Regions from separate parts of the Mus musculus genome. Here region 1 is linked to region 2. A link is a contact called in public Hi-C data. All regions are on one chromosome and are shown on one strand. The core of a region is the stretch at or near the end of the contact, and the rest is flanking DNA. Distances in the headings are between cores, read along the strand shown. Region 1 overlaps Gm26697 (a long non-coding RNA gene). Region 2 overlaps Atp8b4 (ATPase, class I, type 8B, member 4).

Evidence for each region. Hi-C and Micro-C count contacts between places; a contact is called where the count stands out from the background.
Region 1: a Hi-C map of bone marrow-derived macrophages shows a contact between it and region 2, with 29 read pairs. The contact joins two enhancer-like sites. A contact is called at or near these places in 1 of 15 datasets of contacts at CTCF or cohesin (large pre-B cells), 10 of 484 Hi-C or Micro-C datasets (B cells, the G1E-ER4 cell line, adipose-derived mesenchymal stem cells and 7 more) and 1 of 115 datasets of contacts at active chromatin or transcription factors (CD8 T cells).

What each region holds. Positions count from the first base shown.
Region 1 is chr2:126,517,922-126,524,559 of GRCm38.p6, forward strand. It overlaps Gm26697 (a long non-coding RNA gene), which reads right to left. Exons shown (of 4, transcript XR_866700.3): 4 at 3,280-4,173. Among named protein-coding and RNA genes, the nearest start is that of Gm26697, 25 kb to the right of the region's middle. Within about 2 kb of position 2,465, at least 14 of the 459 cell types and tissues checked have an H3K27ac peak or open chromatin away from gene starts, as enhancers often do. A contact at or near this core is called in bone marrow-derived macrophages, where this site is marked.
Region 2 is chr2:126,384,222-126,390,787 of GRCm38.p6, forward strand. It overlaps Atp8b4 (ATPase, class I, type 8B, member 4), which reads right to left. Exons shown (of 28, transcript NM_001080944.3): 15 at 5,020-5,185. Among named protein-coding and RNA genes, the nearest start is that of Atp8b4, 100 kb to the right of the region's middle. Within about 2 kb of position 3,625, at least 13 of the 459 cell types and tissues checked have an H3K27ac peak or open chromatin away from gene starts, as enhancers often do. A contact at or near this core is called in bone marrow-derived macrophages, where this site is marked.

The DNA of each region.
Region 1 (6,638 bases), core at 1,215-3,714, 130 kb after region 2:
AAGGAAGTGTTCTAAGAGTTAGAGGGCACAGAGGACACCAGGAGAAGATGGCCCATTGAATCAACTAAGCAGGGTTCATACATGCTCACAGAGACTGAAGCAGCAAACACAGGCCTACAATGGTCTGTACCAGGTCTTCTGTGCATATGTTGTAGCTATTACCTTGGTGTTTGTGGGACTCCTGTGTGCCTCTAACTCTTCTACCTGCTCTTGAGACCTTCCTCCTGTTCAGTTGCCTTGTCCAGCTTCAGTGTGAGGCCTCTTGCCTTGCCTTATTGTGCTTTGTTTTGTCCTAGATGGTAATCAGAGGCCTGCTCGGTTCTGATGGGAGATGGAGGGAGGGTGGACTGGGGAGGAGGGTAGGTGTGGTGAGGTGGAGGAGTGGAGAGAAGGAAAACTGAGTTGGGGTATATTGTATGAGAGAAGAATCTGCTTTCAATAAATTTATATTATATTTTATAAATTGTATACTATCTAACTGTGAAAGGAAGGAAGGAAGGGACGGATGAAGGGAGGGGGATGGAGAGGAGAAGGAGGCTAAAGAGGATGAGTCAGATACACACTATACCCTTCTAGAGCGTGCCCTACCAAGAATTCAACAGTGGGGAGTTCACTGATAAAGTTGGAGCCTCAAGCTCTAACCACGTAACAATACTGCATCTCTAAACACTGTTGCATTGATACTATATGAGTCTTTGGAAGGGCATTTCATACCGAATCAGACAGCTGGGAGCTCAGGCAAGGACAAGGTCTAAAGATATGACCTAATATGAGTCTGCATTTCCATGTATAGAATAAATTGTATATGTGCTAAAGATACATTTTTCATATATATCATATATACAATACATATGAGAGAGAGAGAGAGAGAGAGACTCACTCTGGCTGGAATGAAACTCACTCTGCAGATAAGGCTGGCCTGAGATCTGCCTGCCTCTGCTTTCTGAGTGCTGGGGTTAAGTGTGCCCCACCATGCCTAGCATGCGTTCTGTTATTTAATTTGCTAGGAAGACTGAAAGAATGGTGGCCATGGGATAGAAAGAATGATGGGTTTTATGCTACGACTTTTGACATTTCTATAAGGCATCTAAGACTTATTAGATAGTTAACAGGATCCATACCGTTGAGCTTCATGTCTGAAGCAAAAATATACATTCCAGAGCTAGTGATATATACATATGTTTAATGGTCATAAGAGAAAGAGAATTACTGGCATGGGCCCATACATCTCTATGTCCTGCTATCTTCCTGTATCTTCACTCCTAGGAGTGGACTAAGAAAACCAAGAAAAGAATGTGAGTGCTGTCGTGATTTTAATCTCATTGAGTAGATGATAATTCCTCTCCACACGGCTTTCAGTTACGCTAAGGTTTTTTGTTTCATGGAAAGTTTAATGAGTCTAGTCTAACAGTGTTATCTCTTAGGAGGGTTGTCTTATGTGTGTTGTGGTTTCATTTTTTTGCATTCTATTTACTATTCATCCGAGCATGGAAAACACCAGAGTCTTCCTGAATTTCCCGTTACCATCACCATTGTCATTGGTACAAATGGATGAAAACCAGAGAGTCAAGAGTCAGATTAAATTGAGTCCTAAGTATACAAAGGAAGCCAAAAGAAAATAAATTTATGAATATGGATTGGAGAGGAGGTGGGAAGGAACCGGGAGGAATAAACAGAGGGGAGACCATAATCACAATATATTATGTCAGAAAAAATATATTTTCAAGAAAAGGAAAATAATAACTATTATAGTGAACTCATAAATAGAGACACCAAACAACTAAATCAGTGTAGTCACTCACACCAAACACTTGCCTAACTCCACATTCTATAGATCTCAATGAGACAACCATTCTTTCGCTGAACATTTTCTAATTTGGGGGTTGAAATCGGGTTTTTCACATTCAGCAAAATTGGGTTGATTTTTAAGACATAATACACACATCCATCTTTGCTATTTAACTATAATTTTAGTACTTGCCCTCAGATGGGTGATATTGCCCCAGAGAATACCCAAATGTTGCGAGCTGTTTCGGCTCTCGTCCTATCAGTGGTGTTCAATCTTTCCAACCACCACATCTTCTGCTCTACCTCCAAAGCTCACTCACTCCTGGCAGCCTTCCAGGACTGCCCTCACTCACTCCTGGCAGCCTTCCAGGACTGCCCTCACTCACACCCAAGGAAACAAGGTTCCGAACACATCACGTGTGCTAATAAATGGTGTATCTTAAGTCGTCTCTTGGAACCGTGTTGGCATTTCTTCCGGTTGGGGTTCTAAATGTCCCATCCCATCTCATCCCAGGGAACCCAAGCAGGTGACACAAGGCACTGCACAAAATTTCAGGATGAAGAACAGGGGACCTAGGGTGTCATGAAACTTGCAGGCAGTAAGTGGCTCCCTGGAACCTCAGAAAAGCCATTTATGAGGCAAGATGAATTGTGGGTCCTGCTTGTTGCTGACGTGAGCTTGCGGACAGAAGGCCTTGGGACCTGTGTCTAGCAGGGCCACAAGAGGCAGCGAAGAGGTTGTGCAACTGTGGTTTCAGTTGGAATGATTTTTTTTAGATGTATTTATTTTATATATGTGGGTACACTGTTGCTGTCTTCAGAAACACCAGAAGAGGGCATCAGATCCAATTACAGATGGTTGTGAGCCACCATGTGGTTGCTGGGAATTGAACTCAGGACTTCTGGAAGAACAGTCAGTGCTCTTAACCGCTAAAGCATCTCTCCAGCCCCCTTCCACTAGTTTTCAATAACAGGATTATTGTTGAAGTAAAAATGAGAAGATAAGATATTTTAACTGAGATCTTAAGTATAAAAGGGTGTCTTGGTGAATCTTATTCTGTAACTTCTGCTGTTGGTAGCATCTTACCAGATTTAAAAGTCTATCAATCACAAATCAATAATAAATTTATTCATCGGCAATCTTTTTTTTAACTATAATAATAGGTTACTGGGGAATGAAAATAATTTACAGTTAAATCTTTACCACTGACGAGTACATGTTTTTAGAAGATTTCTGCCTGGAGGAATACTGTCCCAATTATGCTGTATCTTTCCAAGCAGATCATCGGGCACACGGTTTTTTCAGACCCACAGGAACGCTATTATCGGAGTGTTACTGCCATCTAGTGGACTATAGGAATAAATGCAGCTTAAGGCTAACGTGCTTCAGACTTTTTCCTTCTTTTTCTTTCTTATATATTTTCCCTCCTTTTTGATGTAGTATATGCAAAACAAAAAAAATGGAAAAAAATTTTATCAGTCATTGGAGGCTACTTTGAAATTTTTAACTTTATTCTCTCATCAAAAAACCAACAAACATTCCTATCCAGCCAAAACTGGTTGTTAGAAACACAAATAAAAGGAATTCAGAATGAAAATATTTTTTTGCACAACAAAATAAAAATGAGAAAAAAATAATAAAATGTGCTTAAGTGATTGTTCTTGCAAAGAGGAAATATAAGACGTTTATGCAGAAACGAATGGGTTTGGTGAGTTTCAGGAAAAGGTACACAGTGTGCCCTGACAGGCAGAGGGTAGAATTACTTTACTATATTAAGTTTAATCCATTTTAATCAAAGGGTAATTGCATCACTCCCTGCTTTTCCTAACCTCTCTCCAACCCCTCCCGCGTCCCCTGCCTCCAACCCTTTCACTGTCCCCTCCCTTGCTCTCAAATGGACAGCCTCTTTTTCTTTGATGACTATTGAGACATGCAGATATGTAAGTACAGTCTGCTGCGGCTGTGTGTGTTGATTGTGAGGGTGTGACTTCGGGGTGGCTATCTCCGGGGGATCGTCTCAGGGAGAAGCTAATTTTCACTCTCTTAGCAATTATTGTCTGTGGGTCTTTGCCTAGGAAATGAACGGCATGAGATTACCGGCTTCCACGTTACCATTTCACCTGATACTGCCCGTTGTTCTGGTCCTGTTTGTGCAGCCATTTCTATGAGAGACAGTCTCATGGCAGACTTCCTGGTAGTCTTCCCACCACCTCTTCCTCTGTGTTTCCTGGGCCAGAGATGCAGGAGCTGTGATGATGCTCTGCCCACGGGCACTCGGGTTCCCGGGAACCATTGTCTCCCTCTTATGTCCAGCTGTGGTGCTCTGTAACGGTCCGCATTGGTGTAAAGAGAAGCTTCTTTGAATAGGATTGGAAGGCGCTTATCTGTGGGCACAAAGATAACATTTAAAACATAGTTAGGAATTATGCTGGTCTAGTAAACTGGTGGTACTAGATTCTCTTCTAAAGTCCGTGACCTCACTAGCCCCAGGAACCTGGCCTAGTTCCAGTACCAGACATGATTTCCTTCCTGTCAAGTCGGCATAAAGTCCTATTAGGCAGCTGTTGGTTGCCACCAACGTGTGAGTGCCCTTATTGCTCCCTTATACCTAGCTTGTCATGCTGGCTATTTTCCAGGCTCCTTCCGCATCATCACGGCGGGGTGGTAGGACTAATTGTTTCCTTCCCTTGGCCGCTCACAAAAGAACTTCTGGTGCTATGCAAGCCAGGTTACAGGAAGGAGGCTTTCAGTTAGATCCAGCTCAAAGCATGCTTGTCCTATGTCCTACGGATGTAACTAACGTCTTCAGCAGTAAAGGCCTACCCTCAGGCCCTGGAGGCATCACTGATAATCTGTATTGTTTTGGGAGTCCTGTGCATATCTTAAAAGAGGGTACGGGGGAGGGGGTTGTTATTCTATGGTTCTTGTGATGAACACTGTCAACCCAAGTAGCATAACTTCATTTAAATATCTATGATTTAGGTGCACATAAAAAAATATGAGTCCTTGGGGCGTTATCAAACAACTACAGCGTAAAGCATGCCGCCTTTTCCTCCTCCTTCTTCTGTAGTGGCCCCCATTGGCACCCCTGTCCCGATTTTCCATATCCCCTTCATATCCCCTATAGTCTGTTGTCCCTCATACTCCCACGCGCTCCCTTTATACTTCCCCAGTCTCTGTGATTATTCTGTGTTGCATTCATGTCTGAGGACTGGGAGCACGGGAGAGTGGGAACATGTGACTTTCTGGGTCAATATAGTCTTTTCTGGGTCTGTCCATTTACCTGAAAGTTTCTGCCACACACACACTCCAGTGAAGTCCGCTTGACAGGCTGAGAAGCCTAAAAGCCACTCAAGAGGCAAAGAGTTTCACAGAAACTCACCTCCTGGAGTTTTGGCATTATCATTTACCCACATACTCATACCCTATTCCCACGTTGTCTGGTGTATGGATCTATGAGCTCTCTTTTAATATTTTATTATAAATGCCTTTTAAGATTAAATTCTGTTATAGTTACGTCTCCCCATTGTTCCAAGGTCCAGAAAGGAAGTTACCTATTCAGTTACTAATTAAGCATTACAAAAGACAGAGCCAGTAGCTCAGAACTGGTCTGCAAAATATTTACCAAGGACAGTAGCAATTGTCACCCAAACAAGGGAATAATAGAGCTAGGGAATCCCACTGAGACAGAGATCTTCTCTACAGCTAGGTATAGTGAGTTTCACATTAAAAGCAAGTTGGCATATTCTTCTGTAGACCCAGGAAATAGGGTGTTGGGGTATTGCAATATTCATGATAAGGTCTGTTAGTGCAGAACCCCTGGTGGTGGGATTAACAATAGACTAGTTTACACCTGGCTTCCTTCTTTTGCGACAGCAGCCTGGTCCCCACCTTCTTTTGATGTATACATTCCTTTAGTATTGCGTCACTGTAAGTTGGTGGATTGTATTTTGCCTGGTTTCTTGTTATTTCTTTGGTATAAAAAGTTTAATGCTCGACCTGACACAATACATTCAGATTCTACACAATCTCAAGTGTTGGTCTGTCTGTCACTCTCTGATGCTTTGCCCACCTGCCCCAGAGGATCCACGCAGGCAAAGAGACCCAGAGGGTCTGCGGCAAGTTTCAAGATTTCCTTTTTCTGTAGAAGGAATAGTATACCATTGTGTATGTTACCACATTTTCACTCCCATCCATGACGACAGGCATGCAGATTGTTCCCATCCTCCAGCTAGTGTGCACAGAGCAGCAGTGAACATGGCTAAGCAAGTGTCTGTGGACTAGCATGCTGAATCCTTTGGGCATATACTGGTCATACAGTAGATTTGCATAGCAGAATTTTCCCCCAATTAATTTAAATATACAACAAGAAGCCTGTGATTGGGCAGTGGAAAAAGAAGGCAGGTAAGGATTTTTAGCAACAGAAAGGGGACAGGTATGAAAAGGAAGGAAGATGGAGGGAGAGGAAGACAATCCAGATTCCGCGTAGCTTTAAACAGCCACAGGTAGCTATGAGTATCATAAAAGGGTAGAATAATTGGGATAACTTGTCTAATCTAGGGGGGCAGCTTGTATCATTATCAATTGTCTCTGAAATTATTGTGTGGGCATCTTGTGGATTGAGAATTTATTGATATATATAAAGCTGACTGATTAATTATGAGGACATAGAGTTTTGATTTACTGGGTTAAGGGGACTTGTGACAACTAGCTGCAGGGGGTGGATGGCTGAGAAGGTACAAGCAGTTCTGAGGTAAGTGAACTGAACCAGAACTGGAGCTGGGAAGACCAGACTGCCCCATGGGGCTAGCCTAGAGGCAGAGAGACCGCAGGCAGAGAGTAGCTGGGT
Region 2 (6,566 bases), core at 2,375-4,874:
AAACAACAAGGAGTGGGGAAGCACACAGTCTGACCTTTCCTTTGCTAAGTCACTAATGATCTTTTATGAGACTGAATATATAAAATTCTACCAAAATGTAAAGGATCAAACAAGATGTTAAAGACTTGTTGCTTAATAGTGTGTGTGCTGGAGTGGAGCTAAGAGGAGAGGGAAAGAATGAAATATGAAGAAAGACTTAAAAATGCCTTAAAAATAAATGTAACCACACTTACATAAAATTATATAATGTTTGAAAAATAAATCAGAAGAGGTAGGCATTAATAGATCAATCAATACTTTCCATTTATAGTGTTCAAAGATAAATTGTTATATAATTGTTTTTTCTATTAGTGGGTAAACTGTGGGTGTGCTATGGGTTCCTTGTGAAAAAGAAAACCTTACTTCCCTGCATACATTCTTGAGTATACATTTATAAGTGGAAGACTGAATCAGGTAAAAGGCAAAGGCAGGAAGATTTCTGTGAATTTGAGGTCAGCTTGTGTTACTTAGTGAACACCAGCAATCAGGGGAATATAGCAAGACTCTGTCTCAAAAATGAAAAAAAGAAAAGGAGCAGTAATAACATAGTTACTTCAGAGTCTCTCATGGTTCTACCAGCAATGGGGAAGCTATGAATTTACCACTAGGAGATAGACATTTACAGATCAATAGATGGTTGGTTGGATGGATGGATAGATAGATAGATAGATAGATAGATAGATAGATAGATAGATAGATAGATAGACAGACAGACAGACATCATTTACAGATAAAAGAAGAAACAAATGTTAAGGAACATAAAGCAGATACAAATGAGCGAATCACACAAACATCAAACACAGTTATAAACCTAGCGCCTGTGAGGTTTTAAAAGAATGAAAAGCATGGTGAAAATGGTGCATGTGCCAGGGCAGCAGTGATGCTATTAAAGGATCTTTGTTTTACTCAAAAGAAGCCTTAGACTTTCATGAGTTTAGGTTAAAGTCCCAACGTTAACTGCTAAAATAATAAAGGTTCATTGTTTTCAAAGTAGCAGGAATCAAAGGGGCTCAACCTATGAAAGGACAAATAAAAGAAAGAAGAGTCTAAGAAAGGAAAGGTAGGACAAAGAGAAGACAAAATAAGATAGTTGAAAAGGACTCCAGATGTTATTAACAGCTGAGCTTTAAGTATTTAAGTGTAGTGATGACAAAGGAGAACAGATCGATTGTTCTCTTTGGCCTTAGCTTTGTCTACGCTGTTTTTTGGGGGTTTTTTGTTTGTTTGTTTGGTTTGGTTTTGGTTTTTTATGTTAAAGCATATGATTACCAGAGATGTGTCCAAATGTAAGTGAAGAGATAAATGAAAACTAACAAAAGCTAAGGTATAAACACCTAGGAAGTAGAGCAAACAATCACAGTGAATTCTAAAACAAAAATGACAAGGGATGCTGATACAGGCTGTGATCTAATGAAGACAGTCTGAAGTATTATCAAATATAGCCTTATAAAGCAAGCTTTGGTAGAACTACAAATATCAACATACAAGTGTGCTGTTCTATTAGAGGCTCTTGCCATATTTTAATTAGCTGAGAAATCAAGTTATCTAAATAATACATTTAAGAAAACACTGAGAAGGCTGAAGCCCAAAGGTTGCCTGGGCTATAGAAAAGCAGTCTCTCACTAAATAAACAACAAACAAAAAAAACAAACGAATAGAAGTTTGAGTAATATAATTTAAAAATTGTTGAATGTAATTGTTAAATGTATATGGTTAGAATACAGTATCCCCAAATTATAGAATATGCACTCATTTCTAGTATTTATTAAATGTTTATTAAAATGAATCATATACCAAGCTATTATCAAGCTTCAACAAATTTCCAAATTGGTACAATAAGGCAAAAAAAAAGAGTTTTAAAATTTAAAACATATTTTATTGTCATTTACTAAGAAAGTAAAGAAAAGAAAAAAAATCTTCCTAAAGTCTTGGATTTCCCTCTCTCTTGTTCTGAAACTTTACTCTGGCACAGATGAAAACCACAGTGTCTCCAAGCCACTTCCCCATGAGCCAAATGCCACAAGCTTGCAGCAATATCCTCCACCATAAGCTGAATTTTAACTATTAAACTTTTAGTGTTGGATTTGTATTCTCATCTTCTCCATACATGACATTTCTACAGAAGGGTTTATTTATTTATTTATTTATTTATTTATTTATTTATTTATTTATTTATTTGGTGTTCTTTAGCATGTACAAATTCACGTGAGCTTGGGCAAAATATCCCACAACAAAAGCTTTGAAAGGAAAGCAAGCTCTCACTTCCTTAAGAAGAAACCTGACAGTGGAATTTAGTGTCTTGAGACAGAGATAGAAAAGGTTGAAATCATTCAAATATCTAACTCCTTTCTCTCCAGAAATCCTTTTTGGTGGCAAGAAGCATTAGCCAGCATTAAGAATGGCTAAAATGTAAGAGCAGCCACAGGCAATGTTGGGTGGGAAGGCAGGTGACTGAACTCTCATGCACACACAGCAGGGATATAAAATGATACCTGAATGTTTTTGAGAGCAGTTGAACAGTTTCTTAGAAGTTTAAACATATCCTTCCTTCCATGATGAGCTGGCAATTTCCACTCTTAAGTGTTTAGTCATCCTGCTCCCAATGTTTTTAAACAAAGAATTTTGAAAAGACATAAAAAGTCCTTGTGACAACCAAAAGCTAGAACAATTTAATATCATTAACAGAGAACTGGAAATGGGTGTGGTGTGTTCATACAGGGTAATGGTGCTTAATAAAAAAAGAAAAAGAAACTAACAACAGAGATACTGGCATGATACCAGAACATAACCCGGAGTGTATACTGGACAATTCTGCTTAAACGGAGGACAAGAAGACAAACTCATCTTTAGTGATGGCAGCCTTAGCAGTGGTTGGGTGGGCTAGAGTTTACAGGAACTGAATAAAAAGGGCAGGAGTAACCTCTGCACTGATGGAAGAGCTTTATGCCTTGATCCAAGCAGTGTCTCTAGGGATATTTGTAAGTGTCGAATCTTACCAAGCTACCATGTGTATAAGTGTGTATATGTTGTGCATGCACATACTTTGATGCACTGAATCACAGCACAATGTAAATTTTGAACATGTTAGAATTGAAAAATGAATCTACAAATCTGAGAACTCTCTGAAAGATAAAATGAGAGTCTGATCAATAAAGAAACAAAAAGAGAGAGAAACATCTGCAGAAGAACATGAAAGCAGAGGCAAGGCAAAGCACCATAGAGTCTCCAAACTCAGTGAACTCATGAGAACAGCATCTTGGGAGACCTCACTAGTAACCTCACTGAAAAATTTCACTTGGCACTCCTGTGCCACTGTGCTCCGTCTCCAGCCAGCCTACTCCGAATGACAGGCGGAAGCAATACTATCTGTGTTCAGGCCACATCAGGAAAGGGACCAGAGACCACAGGTGAATGGGTGCAGTAGTGTCAGACTTCCACAGAGTCAGGGGTGTGGGGGGAAAAGACAAGGAATTTGTATGCAATTCTGCCTCTCAGAAAAGCCCTGGCAGATGGTAACCTTGGTGACCAGAACAGAGGACCCCACAACCGGAAGACCAGTTACATGATCGGCCTTATCCAGATGAACTTGAGCAACAGACGATGGTAATAAATGACGTTCACCAAGCAGAAAGCCTCTCACGCAAAGAGGAACAGACAACCATAAATCACCAAACATTTAAGAACAACATGAAAGTTAGATGCAAAAGGAGAAGGGGAAATGGGGAAGGGAGAGAGGGAGGGAAAGCTGGAAGGGGAAAGACCTACAGACAGAGAGGGAGAGAGAAAGACAGACAGACAGAGACAACAGATACACAGAGGCAGAGACACAGAGGAGAGCGAAAAAGAGAGAACACTCAATAAAATGCAGCTTACTGGATGAAACAAAAGCAAATTTCAAATTAAGTATAATTAATATCCTCAAAGAGATCTAAAGAATATCCTAACATTAATGGAAAACAGGGAGTGCTATTAAAATGAAATAGGGTTTGGGAAATGAAATAAACTCAAAAGGCAGAAATGAAAGAAACTTCCTTAAGGCAATTCCCAGAAGGGAATACAAGGATTCCTTGTGGTGTTAATATTATAAAGATCAATTAAAGCCATAAATATAATTATGTGAATCTTGAAAGCAATTAAAATCTAAAGAATGGGTTAATTCAGCACTCATTACTTCCTTGGGTAGTAATTTTAACTTAATATTTGGTAGCAAAATGAAACAACACAGGTAAAACCGTTAGACTTTGAAGGAAGAAGCTGACTCTCTGGTATCATCAGTGGCCTCCCAGGATCAAAGGTAAAGTAAGCCAGCTGGGTTTGCTGTATTTTATAAACCCTGAGCTCCAAATAACCATGTAGCATGTAAAAGGCTCCGATCGGCATGATGACTACGGTGTTTTATGTAGATTTATCCCCACTGTATGGTCAGCTCCATCCATGGACATGTGCTATGTGAACTGCACCTCCCTATGAGTTCTGGATGCTAGAATTTCACAGTCAAGTGTGGTGCTCAATCCTAAGAGGCATTTCATCCCAGCTGAAGGACATATTTGGATCTTTAGCTTTCCACTGGTACTGTCTCTCTTTCTTTACTATTTTTATGGGGTCTCCAGTGATGGCTTGGCAATTAAGAATGCTGGTTGTTCTTTCAGAGGACCCAGGTTCAATTCCCAGCATCCACAGAGCAACACACAAATGTCTATGACTCCAGTTCCAGGTGATCAGAGGCCCTCACCCATGGGCACTACAAATGGTATACAGACATACATGCAGCTAAGATACTCATACACATAAATAAAACAAATAAAAATAAATTTTCTTGTTTCTGAAAAGCATTCAGAATAAAAAACAAACAGAAATCTGGAGAAAATAAAACCTTGCTTGGAATAGTCTAATCTACCTTTAATTCAGAAATCTCTCAATTTGCATACTAATACTTATCTTTGCTACATTTTTTCAAAGGCTCACTATTCAAGCACCTACCTGCACTGTTCTCTTCTGACATTACAGTATGGCAGAGTGCGAGTAAGCGAAGGAATTCATGGACTTTGGGGTCCCCCAGCTCAATGGATTCCATTAGACTCTGGTCAAAGAAATGCAGTGTTTTTTCTGATTTCGACTTGCTTGAGAAGTCCGTAGCCTCCTTTTCCTACAAGAGAACAACACCACCAAAACAAACTTTTTCCAAAAATAATCAGTTGTCTTTTCCATTTTTTTAACCTTTGCATGTTTCATGGGTTGCCATTATCTGTCTTAATTTTTTTAAAAAAAAATCTGCAATCAGTAATTCATCTGAATTGTTTTAAAACTAAAAATTTTTCTAGTAGACATTGACATGCTCTTGAGTAGCAGAGTACAGCCTTCCATCTTTAAGGGAAGTTTATTAAAGATGTTAAAGGTGGAGGTGGGGTGAAACATTTTATCCTGCAAGGAAGATCCTAAAATTCAGTGAGTAAACAACTTAGAATAGCTTCAGGAAGTCCCTGAAGCCAACCAGATTCAACAGACTCCTTCCTCCACAGGTATACAAGCAGTAAGGACATTTGTAACCCCTAAAGGAGACTCTCAGACCAGAAACACCTCCTGGAAGAAGTAGAGATCAACCAAGCTCCCTGGGAAGGCTCAGACCAACAGAGCTACCTAGAAAGGACACTCCCCAACCTACTGATCTTCGTGTAGGATGTGCACATTTCCAGCTATCGTGGGTGGTTGCCACATTAAGATGGACTCTGGTGTTGCAGCTCTCTGAGCTACTCTGCTCCTTGTAAATCCCTCATCCATTTTGCTTTAAGGAACCCCAATTAAACTCATTGGCTAACCAAGATAGAATTTGGTGGTATCATTTGGTCTGTCGTTGGTTCCCCATTCTGACCTAAGGAGGCCTCTGTTCTCATATCCTTAGGAATAGTGCCACACAGCACATTCGCTGTGTACTTCTTTCCATTTAATAACTCCAACCTGATCTCCACTTTTTGGCTTTTTGTTGATTTCATGTGGTCATGCCCTATCTTTCAGACATTTAAACCTCAAGTTTAGAAACTTTATGACAGTCTAATAAGTAATGAAATGTCCTTGTCTCTTCACGGCAGACTATCTCTCAACTTCTCAGTTTATAAGGACCCGACAACCATGCAATTGCTTTGGCTCTCTGCTTTTCCACTCTATTCCTATATCCAGGGCTGATAACATGGACCTTTGACTTTGTAACTAAAATTAAGTATCCCCTCCAAAGATGAAATCATACGAGCAGTATTTGTTCAGTTAACCATCTAGCTTCACACTGTGGCTGGGCTTCCTTTTCTTTGGCTCCAAGGTCTGAATCCATGGGCATCACATAGAGACACTAAAGTACAACTACCTGGACACATCCCTGCCATGTCCAGAATCCCCTTGCATTCCATCCTTACTTTATGTGGGGGGGGGGGGGGAATGCTTATTATCATGTACTCTTGTTTTCATCAAAAGTTTCAATCTGTCCTTTTTCAGGATGAAGAAATGATGTTTTGGGCAGCACATTCCTTTCTGCCTTA